2 separate regions of the Zea mays genome follow, and region 1 is linked to region 2. The links are chromatin contacts, called in public Hi-C maps. All regions are on one chromosome and are shown on one strand. The core of a region is the stretch at or near the end of the contact, and the rest is flanking DNA. Distances in the headings are between cores, read along the strand shown. Region 1 holds the start of LOC100285657 (Putative rRNA large subunit pseudouridine synthase SVR1, chloroplastic). Region 2 holds the start of LOC100501489.

What was found. A called contact is a pair of places that touch in the nucleus more often than the background predicts.
Region 1: a Hi-C map of leaf shows a contact between it and region 2, with 8 times the contacts expected there. The contact joins the promoter of LOC100285657 here to the promoter of LOC100501489 in region 2. A contact is called at or near these places in 6 of 25 Hi-C or Micro-C datasets (ear, endosperm, leaf and 1 more).

What each region holds. Positions count from the first base shown.
Region 1 is chr1:11,772,156-11,778,271 of Zm-B73-REFERENCE-NAM-5.0, reverse strand. LOC100285657 (Putative rRNA large subunit pseudouridine synthase SVR1, chloroplastic) reads right to left here and starts at 1,560. Exons shown (of 10, transcript NM_001158548.2): 1 at 1,011-1,560. The coding sequence starts at 1,512.
Region 2 is chr1:11,478,054-11,483,810 of Zm-B73-REFERENCE-NAM-5.0, reverse strand. LOC100501489 reads right to left here and starts at 4,465. Exons shown (of 12, transcript NM_001361332.1): 1 at 4,128-4,465; 2 at 3,797-4,012; 3 at 2,624-3,712; 4 at 2,062-2,184; 5 at 1,164-1,345; 6 at 849-1,080; 7 at 509-721; 8 at 302-430. The coding sequence starts at 4,367.

The DNA of each region.
Region 1 (6,116 bases), core at 311-2,810, 300 kb before region 2:
GAGTGTTATGTTTCTAGAGTTACTCGAAAGGAACTAAAGAAAATCCAAACTCCACAATATCACAAATGACAAGTGGAAATAGCAACCCAAACTGCTAAAGATATCAGGAGCAAACAAGACAAGTATGTAATAGAAGCCACCAATTTTGGGAGAGCTATCTGACTCTAAAGGAGAACAATCTGGATTTTCTAATGTACTCTCTCCGTTCCAAATTATCAGTCATTCCAACTTTCTTAGAAAACATCTCATGTTTGAGCAAATATATAGAGAGAGAGAGTTATAGAGATTTATAACATCAAAAAGATATACTATAAAAATATAATTAATAAAGAATCTAATGATACTTAGCTGGTGTCATAAATGATATTATTTTTAATAAATTTGATCAAACTTTAGATGCTTTTCACTCTACAAAAAAGTTGGAATGACTTATTATTTGGAGTCTCCTTTAGAGTCAAATGGCCACTAGCTGAGTTAGCTAGATGGTCTGAGTAGCACTTATCATGTCATGAGAGCAAATTTCAGATTAGGGTTAAAAAATCTCTTCGTCTGCCCCACGACAAAGCACAGGTCTAAGAACCGGCCCTTGTTGCGGTCATTCTCATATGGGCTATGGCGCCTCTATGTATGGGTGGGGCAGGGGTTTGAGAGGTTTTCTCGACCTGCGTGATAAGGTCTCCATCTTAATACAATGTCTAGGTCTGTCTTATTCCTGCAGGTCAAGTTATTTATATATATAATTTGGGATGGAGCGAGTATGCCATTTGGTAAAAAATGGCTAAGTCCTAGTAGAACCCCAGATATCACCATGGTATCATACAAGCATTGCTATCTCCACAGTCCAGTGCTCCACAAACTAACAAAAGCTGACATATTACTAAATCAATACCTATTCTGATCTAAGATGAGGAACGTTAACGCATGGAAAAAAACTCATCTAGAATACTCCTCCAGCTATTACTACTTGATTGAATGCCTGAGGTCCAGAAAAACAGTAGGACAAGGACTACCTCCTGCGGCGGCAAGGACCTTGGCGAGCCGTTGCGGCTCCCGCTCCTTGATATTCTCATTGTAAAACCTCCTGGCTGCCTTGGAGAACTTGGGCGGCACGGTCGGGGCGGGCTTCCTTTCCTTGCCCTTGACGCTGGCATTGGAAGCAGCCGCGGCGGCGGCGGCAACTGCGCCATTCTGGCCCTTGAGGGTTTCCTTCTTGGCGGCCTTCTTGGCCTCCGCCTCCGCGAGCGCGATGGCCTGGATTACGTCCGGCGGCGGGGAGGTGCTGAGGCGGGGCTTGCCGTCCTCCCCGCGGACGATCCACGGGACCAGCGGCTGCGCGGACGGGGCCTTTTTGGACGGCGCGGGCTCCGCGAAGGTGATGTTGAAGTCCGGGGAGGCGGAGGTGGACGAAGTGGCTCGGAGGAGGAGGCATGGGAGGCCGCGGCCTACGCGGAGCACGGAGGCGGGCCGGGTGAGGAAAAGGTGGAGGGAGACGGCTGTGGTGGCGAGGGCCATGGGTGCTTCGCTGTTCAGAGTTGCAGTCAGGATGTGCGGGGTTTATCGGATATCGGCATATCGCCACGGAGAAGCTGGGGCCTGGGAGCCGACGCAAACGCACCCAGACGAAAATTCCTTCGGCAGTACAAAACTGGCACGTAGGTTGCGGAGAAGAAGCCCGGTTCCACTCGGTTGGGAACTTCCGGCGAGGCCCGAACGAGCCCAAAGCTTGTAGTGGGCCGCTCAGTCCAGTCCCAGTACTAAATTCTTTTATTTTATAGGAGTAATAACAACTTCTAAATTCCTTCTCTTTTTTCTTTCTTTAAAGAAGTACATAATCTAAACGCCAACGTATCATATGCAAACCAAATTATTGTGCAAATTTCGTACAAACCAACTAACAAATGTCACAAAAAATTCTAAAGAAAATTATATATGTACTTCTTTGCCTACTATAGCACTGTATAAAATTTCAAGTTAAAATTCATCATATGTTAAGAGATACAAAGAAGAAGAAATTTTAAACTTGAAATTTTATACAATGGTATAGTAGACAATGAAGTATATCTTTTTATTTTCTTTTGACATATGTTAGTTGGTTTGCACGGAGTTTATATGAAAACTTGGTTTGCACCTCATAAGTTGCCAATCTAGACAGGTATGATTCAGTATATTTTCTTGGCTTTAGTTAGTCTATGGTTCCATCATAGATTTCCTAGAATGTTTTTATTTTGGATGTATGTTAATAAAATAACTAAGTTTTAGTTCTATATACAATCACCACGTGAGTTAATCTTTGTTGGTGATTTTATTTTTGCTTTAATAGGTCTTTTGTACTTGTCCATGTAAACTTCATCCACCACAAACCCATCATGGTATGTTTTACTTTCATCGAAGTACATTATTTAATGCAAGAAACAACCATTTCAACTGATATATTCTTAGTGTTGTGTGCCTTTTTGCTTCTAAACTTTACTGCTTTGCTTGATCAATGTGGAAGCAAATGTTTCAATTATTTCCCTCTACCGTATCAAAGGATTAGATTCTCAATATTTTAGATTCCAGGAAATGGTGCGACCCCTTTGAACATGGTGATTAGCTGATTTCCAATTTAAATTGTTCATATAATGGCTTCCATTTTCTAAACTTTACGCAGGTGATCGTATTGACTGACCTAGTTTCAACGTTTAATCGGTTCAATCGACTAGTTCATAGTTCCGCTGACCGATCAACATGATCGATACTAATCAATATGGATTTATATGACATTTTAACTTTAAAACCTTCACCAACCTACTCAACGAGCAATCTCCCCAATATTCCAAGACCCCTTCCAATGTAGGGCAGGTCTTATTCGATTGTTTTTCTTTCATACTCGTAATCGAGAGGATGTTCAACTTCCATGAGTCTGCAACCTATGTTTTCATATAATATCATCCGCTTCTGTATCCCTACCAATCATCTACGAATGTTTCTTCTTCCCATAAAAATTCTACCACAGTCCAAGTGGTGTGTGATGCATAGTGACAACACCTCTAGTGATAAGTGAAAGCTCTTTTGTGGATTTTGGTGGTTTGGATGACAACCCAATTAAAGGACTAACATGTGTGCTAAGTGTTGAACAGGTGCTTAGTGCAAAGCTTACAGGGTTCAACATAAGTGTTCAAGATTGATGGTCCAAAGGCTGAATTGATTATGGTTGTGGACATCACAAGTAAAGAAGAACATTGCTTAAGTGAGACTTGGTGTGCGTAACTCGGAGACAACTGATCAAGCCAAGGATGGAGGCAAGAAGAGCTTCGAGGTACTGAGTGCATGAGAGAAGGTCATGGAGGCCGAGGAACCCAAAGCTAGGGGTAAAGAATAAGACTTGCAAAGTCAAGGTTGATCAAGTCGAGAAGAGATATGGGGCATCGAGGATCACGACTTAAGAACATGACTTATAGCCAATGAGGTAATACTATGGTTATGTGGTGTAAGTCACAAGAATCAAGATGAAGCTCAAGAAGTGAACAAGGTCACTATAACGAGGAGTAGTGTTAAAGCTAGAACCTAGAAGCAGCCAAAAGAGCTAAGTTCACTTTGACCTTTAGTTTGGATTGTTCCTATGTTTGGATATGTTCTATGTGACCTTTGCATGGTGTTGGAGCTCATATATGTCAATCTAGATCAAGTCAAGTTGTCTTGATGGTTTAGAGTCCAACATCGACCTCAAACAGGCCAAAATGGGTAAAACGATGAAAAGGTTAATTATGTAAGGTTTGAGTGTTCAACTATGTTGCATACACTTTTTACTACATGTTTGGTACTTTGGTTTGCTCTCTGACTCTTTTTGTAGAGATTGTGCCATTCTAAGTTTTGTTTGAGGAGAGATAGAAAAACTGGGAGAAGAATGGGAAAGAGGTAACTTTCTGGAACTAAGTCATTTGGATTATACTCTAATTGTGTTTGTCTAAGTCTCAGGAAAATCCTCCCAAAAGTTGAAGTCAAATGGAGAAAGAATGAAGGAAAAACACTTAGTGTGTTGTTGGCTAGCGCACATGACAGGGAATAGTAATCTATCTGGTGCACAGGACAGTGAATAGTAGCATGTCCGGTGCACAGGGCAACGAATAGTAACATGACTGGTGCGCACATGCCAGTGGATAGTAACATGTCCGGTGCACACATGATAATGAATAGTAACATGTCCGGTGCACACAGGACAGTGAATAGAAACCTGATCGATGCAACAATAGATAGCCCTTTCAGAGAAGGAAACTGCCAATCATATCTTCATGCAACTGTTATTGTGTGTTGTCCGGTGCACCCGCAGACTAGGAAGGCTAGGAGCTTTCCAAATGAAGCTCCAACGTCTTTTAGTCCCCATGGGACTATAAAAGGGACCCCTAGGCGCCTCCAACAATTGTACAAGTGCAGCCAACAAGTCCATACATCATTGTGATCAATTCTTTCTCTCCCTCTCTTATATATCTCTTTGAGTTGGTACTTGCCCTTAATTCATATTTTTGCTTATACCAAGGTCCAATGTGTAGAACTTGCATCCTCGGACCTCACAAGTCCTAAATGCATTGATTTACAAGTATTCATCACCTGTATGCACGAGTTTAGTGAGAGCACCTAGAGGGGGGGTGAATAGGTGACCCTATAAAAATTCAACACTAAATATCCCAACTTGGTTATGAAGTGTTAGAAAGATTGAAACCAAGTTGTTAAAGTGAGAAATCTTCACTTGATTGTTCCTTTAGAGTGAGTATTGAACTTTGGAACAATAGCACAAGTGATTACGCGAGAACTCAAGGAGAGAAACCAATCACAATGAAAAGCGACACAAGAGACACAGTGATTTTATCCCGTGGTTCGGCCAAGTATAACACTTGCCTACTTCCATGTTGTGGCGTCCCAATGGACAAGGGTTGCACTCAACCCCTTTCAAGTGATCCAATTATCCACTTGAATACCACAGTTTTCTTCTTTAGAGATGTTTCCCGTTTATGAGGAATCTCCACAAGTTGAAGCCTCTCACCCTTACAAAGTTGATCACAACACAAAGCACAAGAGTAAGGGAGGGAAAGAAACACACGCAAGAATCGCAGCAATCACACGCACACAAGTCAAGACGTGAGCACACAAACACGGCGCAGGGAGTTTACAACTCAAGAAGTGCTCAAATCTCAAACACGATGATCTGATTGCGTGGCTGCGGAGTTTAGGCGTCTTAGGATGTTCAATGGAGGCTTGGTGTTGTGCTCCATGCGCCTAGGGGTCCCTTTTATAGCCCCAAGGCAACTAGGAGCCATTGGAACTCCATTTGGTAGGCAATTCTTGCCTTCTGTCGGGTGGCGCACCGGACTATCCGGTGCACCACCGGACATGAGCAGTGTCCGATTTCTTTCCTCTTCTGGCAAAGCCGACCGTTGGACCTTTGGGCCACTTGGCACACCGGACAGTCCGGTGCGACCAAGTAACCGTTGGCACGGGCCACGTGTCGCCCGTTGATCGTGCTGCCGACCGTTGGTCACGGGCGCCGTTGGCACACTGGACAGTCCGATGAATTTTAGTCGCGGTGCCCTTGGTGAATTCCCGAGAGCGACGAGTTCGCCAGCCGAGCATTGAGCGCGGGCACTGATGGCTCATCAGACAGTCCCGTGCACCACCAGACAGTTCGGTGATTTTTAGCCATGTCGCCCTCGCCGATTCCCGAGAGCAGCGACTTCGCTCCTATACCAGCCTGTGCACCGGACAGTCCAGTGCATCAAAGGCTGGTGTAGGTTTGGCTGGATTCAGCCAAACTTCTCCACTCCATTCTCATTTGCTTTGATATGTTCCTAGCACTTAGGAAAATATGTTAGTATCAAAAACGATTCACCAGGGCTAGAGACATATCTTGATTCTTGATTTGCACTTCTTTAGCACTTGGCACATATTAACCAAAACGATATGTGTTGGGCATCTAATCACCAAAACATTTATAGAAATGGCCCAAGGGCACATTTCCCTTTCATTTAGGGGGAGCAATCCTCTACAAATTAAATCTTTGAGACTAACCATTCTTCAAGTATAGGTTGTGCTTAGTCTCAATTTAAAGGGAAATGGAGTTTTGAGCAAAGGGAGCACTTCCA
Region 2 (5,757 bases), core at 3,216-5,715:
ATCCCATATCTTACATGATCTACTGCGGACAGCCTAAGGAATTGGTATTTTTAATTAAAGAAGGAATTGAATTGAGAAGGGGGCTTACAAACTTTCTATTAGTAAAACTAACCCTATGAAGTTAATTTCAAATATACAAACATACAGAAAGAGAAGAGCTGGTAACAAGTTTGCACACAGTTTAGCTTGCCATGAACCAGTATCTGACAGACAGTCAAACACAGTTTTTAACATAAACTCATAAGTTGGCAAATGGAATTACACTGTTAAGCAGTCATCACCAAGAACAGAAAATACATACCAAGAGGGCCTGCTCCAGATCATTTGGACGGATGCTTGAAACTACATTCAGAACATAATCTGAAGGTGAATGCCCTTGCATTATAACATTAGGTTGAAATTTAGCTGCCTTCGCAGTAATTTGCTCTTCCTGAAAATTGTGAAACGAGAAGATCAAGAAAATGATCCATTATTTATGGGTGGAACAAGGTATAATATATGAGTGTACCATTTTATGTTGATTAATGCGTTTTAGTTCCTCCTCAGCAGTGTCAAGTGCATCCATGATTGCATCAGCAGAAGTTACTGTCTCTTTTGTTTTCCTACCAGGAACACCCACAGAACCTTCATCAGGGGCATCATCTTTCTGCCCATATCTATAGTCATTATCGTTTTCTAAATCAGCCTCAAAGGTTTCTTCCAATCTTTTCTCCTTCTCTTCCTGGGGTATATTGCAGATTTAGGGGTGAAAAAGAGCAATCTCTAATAAAGTTGAAGAAACTGCTAGAATATGTTCCAAGACTACTCAAAAAGAAATTTCATCTCAACCCTATATAATCACAAAATACCTCAATGAACAGTTGTTCTTCAGTACGATCCCAACGCCGAATGGAACGATCATGTGAACCTGTTACAACAAAATCACCGCGACTGCTGAGTGTGAGGCACCAAACTTCAGCATGATGTCCTTCAAGTGTTAACAATAACTCAAATTTATCAGCATCCCAGTACTTCATAGTGCGATCTTTCCCCACACTGAACATATAATGAGTTCTATACACAAACTTAACATCCATCACACTGCAAAGTGAAGACATCCAAAAAATATAAGGTTCTGCCTATAATCAAAACGAAAAACAATGATTAAAAAGGCAATATCATACCTGTCTGAGTGAGCAAATATAGACCTGTGGCAGTCCCCAAAATCCATACCCCATATCTTCAAATTTTTGTCCGCAGAGCCAGTAACTAGCAAAGCTCCATCTGATGATATGTCCATACAGAGAACTGGAAGTTTGTGCCCATAAAGGTTTAAAGATGGTTTCAGTGTGTCCATGTGGAAGACCTGTATAAACATATGAATATTTGAGGGAAGGAAAGTAACAAAAGGTAACTAACTAACTATAGATTGAAGCAACTTTTTATTCCTAATTGTTTCCACTTTCTGAAATGTAGTTTGTACCTCAGATTTCTATGTGAAATGATGCAGTTGTCCTTAAGATTCATGGCTTTGATCAGAACAATGTTATTACTAAATAATAACAGAAGTAATTACCTAAGTAGCAACCAAACTTAGCGTAGAAAGTGAAAGCACCATTGACATCTCTTGGATTTTACATTTTCAGAAGAATTAGAGAAGGGTAAATGATGACTGTCATGCGTCAATAATCACTTAATTCACTGACTCGACACACTAAGAACCTATTAATTTAACAAGTGTGCAGACTATAAATATTGACACTTCCTTTCTTCTGGAAGCAAATAAGCACCTAGTGTAAACATACAGATGGCACTTCAGAAATATTATAATGGTAGACAGAGAATCACAGGCATATATCAATGAGATATCTTGCTATAATAACAATACCTAATCTAGATTACATAAACAATCCAATCATATGGACCAGGGTTCAGGTTCAACGATCCTGTACCATCTCCCCAAATAATATAAATACATGTAAATATTCTAAACACATAAATGATAGTGTTCCAAATTTCCTGTTGCATAAAACCGCATATAAAAGTAAATGTTATGTGAGTAGAAATGATTTAGAGAGCAACCTTGACATGGCAATCCAAGAGAGCAACAGCAATGTGCTTTCCTTCGGGACTGATCGAGACAGCAAGAACATCTTCTGTCATTTTCAAGGTCCTCACATTAGTTACAGTCAGCTGCTTAGAGTCCTGTAACAAAGTTAAGAAATCAATAAGCTGCTTAGCAGAGTTATTGGGATTCTTTATTTCTTTCAGAGAAAATAGACCAAGAACTCCAGCAATAAATAATAGCCACACGATTGAATCTTTGGAATTGATACAGAGATGAACGAGCCATTTTATCATAAAAAAGGTAGTAAGGTACTACATCAACAGTACAGTGACACAAAAAATTCTTTTGACCTGGAACTGTTATTCAATAACATCCAATCGAGTTGATGGATGGAGCAACAATTTTTGAGGTGAAAAACAATACAGAAGGCAGTCATATAAGAAAATCATCACCACTCAATATAAAAATTTAAAATGGTGTTTTTCTTGGAACTGATCTGTGGAGAAGTAACTAGGAAAACAGGAACTGATGCACAACATTACTTGGCGCATTTTAAGTGGAATACAAGAGGCTCACGTTATCAGACTTCTGCACCAATTGGTATTCCCAGAACTTGACATCATGATCAGCACTTCCAGTGACAAAGCCTCGTGCACCAACAGTTCCATCTTCATCTGGAATAGGTACAATTGACCGTATGGAGCCAGCATGAGCTTCTATGGCCTCAGTTAAGCTCCCACTAGCAATATCCATAATCTCCAACGTACCACTTTTTGTACCAACAAGAGCATACCGATTTCCAACGAAAGCACTTGACAACCCATATCCAGAGTCAATGGTCCGAAGGCATTCCCCTGTACTAGGGTTCCATATCTTGACAGCGTTATGACTAGTCGACATAAGGAGGTTGTCCTCCGAATTAAGGGAGACACTCCTGATGTCAGAACGGTGTCCATGCATCTCAACTGAGTACATCTTTGATACCTTCTCCTTATCCACTGAATATGTCTCAAGCATGTTATTGTTGAGTGATAGAGACAAAGTGGCAAGGCATCCTCTTGGAGGATTACTTGGAGAGAATGTAATCGAACATATTTTTTTGCTTGCACGTAAAACTTGAAATAGCTTAAATACATCGGTGACAATAACAGTAGGATTTTGTAAGTTTTGAACTGGTAAAGGATCAATGATAGTGCCATTCTCTTCAGCAATCATGGATTTCGCAGATGCTTTCTCCTTCTTTCTGCTCACCCGCCTTTTGGCCTTACGTGCAGCCTCTGTTTCATCAAGAACCCTATAAATATCTGCTGTCTTCCCAGCCACCTGGCATACCACAAGACTGCCGTCCCTATTAAACCTAACATTTGCCACTCGTTCCTTGCTCTGCCGTGGAATCTCACCAAATAGCTTGAGCACATCCCACTTGCTCCAATCCTCGCCTTCCTCCACTGATTGCCGGATTCTAAACACTTGCAGCTCTGGATCAGCAGACCCAGACACTAAAAATCTCTCGCTAGGATCAACATCCATTGACCAAATCTCACTGCGGTGACCACCAACGATTTGAAGACAGTGCTGTGTTTCAAGGTCCCAAACCCTAATAAACTTGTCCTTGGAGCAGCTCATCAGCTTCTTACCAGAATCCAGAAACACCAAATCGGTGACCTGCACATTGTAATCCCCTCAATTAGCGCTACTAACCTTTGCTAACCAATCAAACAGACTCAGACATCTGAAGCCGCAATGTACCTGGTCACGGTGGCCACGCAGACGGAAGAGCCCAGCCTGCGCAACGACGTCCCAGAGGATGACATCGCAGTCCTTGCTGCCAGAAGCGAGGACGGCGCCAGAGGGGCCGAAGCGGAGGGCGGAGGCAGCGGAGCGGTGGCCGTGGAGGGTTGCCTCGCAAGCACCTGTTTCCGCGTCCCACAGCCTGATGCTCCCATCTGCGTGCCCGCTCGCAATCTATACCAAACAAAGCACCAACGCACGAAATTGAGTCAAATTCAAACGCGGGAACCAGCCTGCCAAATTCGAAGAGAGCTGAAGACAGGGAGAGCCGGAGAGGGATCAGGGGTACCGAAGAGGAGACGGCGGCGGAGTGGGAGGAAGCGATGCAGGAGACGGCGAGCGAAGGGGAGGAGGAGGAAGGTGCGAAGGAGACAGAGGGAAGACCACGCTTGATGTCCCAGGCGGCGAGGCGGTCGAGGGCGGCGGCGAGGAGGCGGCGGCCCGAGGGGTCGTAGACGACGTTGGACTCCGGCGACGCAATCACACCGAAGGTGAGGGCCGGCTCGTAGCGGAGGTAAGCCTTCACCATGGCGGGCGGCCGCCGGCGCGTGGGCTGGGTGGTTCAGGCAGCGCGCTTGTGTCTTAGGGTTTATGGCGGCGGACAGAAGGGGACCGGGGTTTTTATTTAACACTACTCTTCCTCAACGATAAACCGCTTTCCTCCATTCTTTGCAAGATCATTTGAGGTAAGCGACCCATTTGATACAGTGTCTCCTGAGGGGAGAATTTGATATATACCGCCTTTAAAACGATGATATAAATAATATCACTGGTAAAATAAGGATTCAAGACATTGGATCTTAATACTACTCATTTTTCGTATATATATCATATAAATAGGTATTAGAATAGTTATTTAAATATAATTATTATTTATTTCTAAACACTAAGGTATGTGTGTTCTGGTGGTTATCCTTAAATATTTTGAGCTGGGTGGAGTTCGAATGCTCGCGCTACACTTTTTTTCGTTGTGTGGGTGGGGTCGGGTGTTGAGCAGGTGCCACATGGCAATAGCATAGTGTCAGTGTGGCACTGTGGCAGGTGTACACATTATGTTTTTAATAAAGTAGTATAAATAAATAGATATTGAGATATTTATTAAATATAATTATTGTTTATTTATAAACACTAAGGTATATGTAGTCTGGTGGTTATCCAAAATGTTTGGAGCAAGAGGTTGTGGGTTTGAATACTCACTTTACATTTTCTTTTGCACGGTGTGGTAGCGCGGAGGGTGAAGCCATGGTATCACCAGGTATTTACATTAGGTTCTTAATAAATTAATATAGATATAGATAAACACTAAGGTATGTCTAGTTTGGTGATTATCCATAAATGTTTGGAGAAGGGGATGTAGGTTTAAGCCCCCACTTTGCACTATTTTTTATACCGTGTGTGATATCGCGAAGGGTGAATATAGATTATGATAGCTACAAATTTCTATCTTTCTCCACTCTAATTAAGTTTTAACACCAAAGTTTACGTGCTTTGACCAATTTACCTCTCACGATACAAACACGGCTGCATGCCCATATGAAGGAACACATAAAAAATGTTCTAAGCATCTGATCAATATAATATAACATAATTAGTTTACAAAACAAAATATCAAAAGTAGTAAAATGCACAATAACCATCATAATTCATTAAACGTCATCAAATAATCCGATTAAAGGTCACCACGATATTTCATATACATCTAATTTAAATATTTCTAGAAAATATTTAAATTAGATACAGGTCTAGAAAAATTTTAAATTTGACGTTTGCTATGTGATAGAAATTCATGAATTATAATTGATATTGTGCATTTTACTATATTGTACTCCTTTTGTCCCAAATGTAATTCGTTTTTAGACTAATTACATATTTATTAAGTAACATGTGAATGTAGTTTGCAAGTATATTTATATTTATTA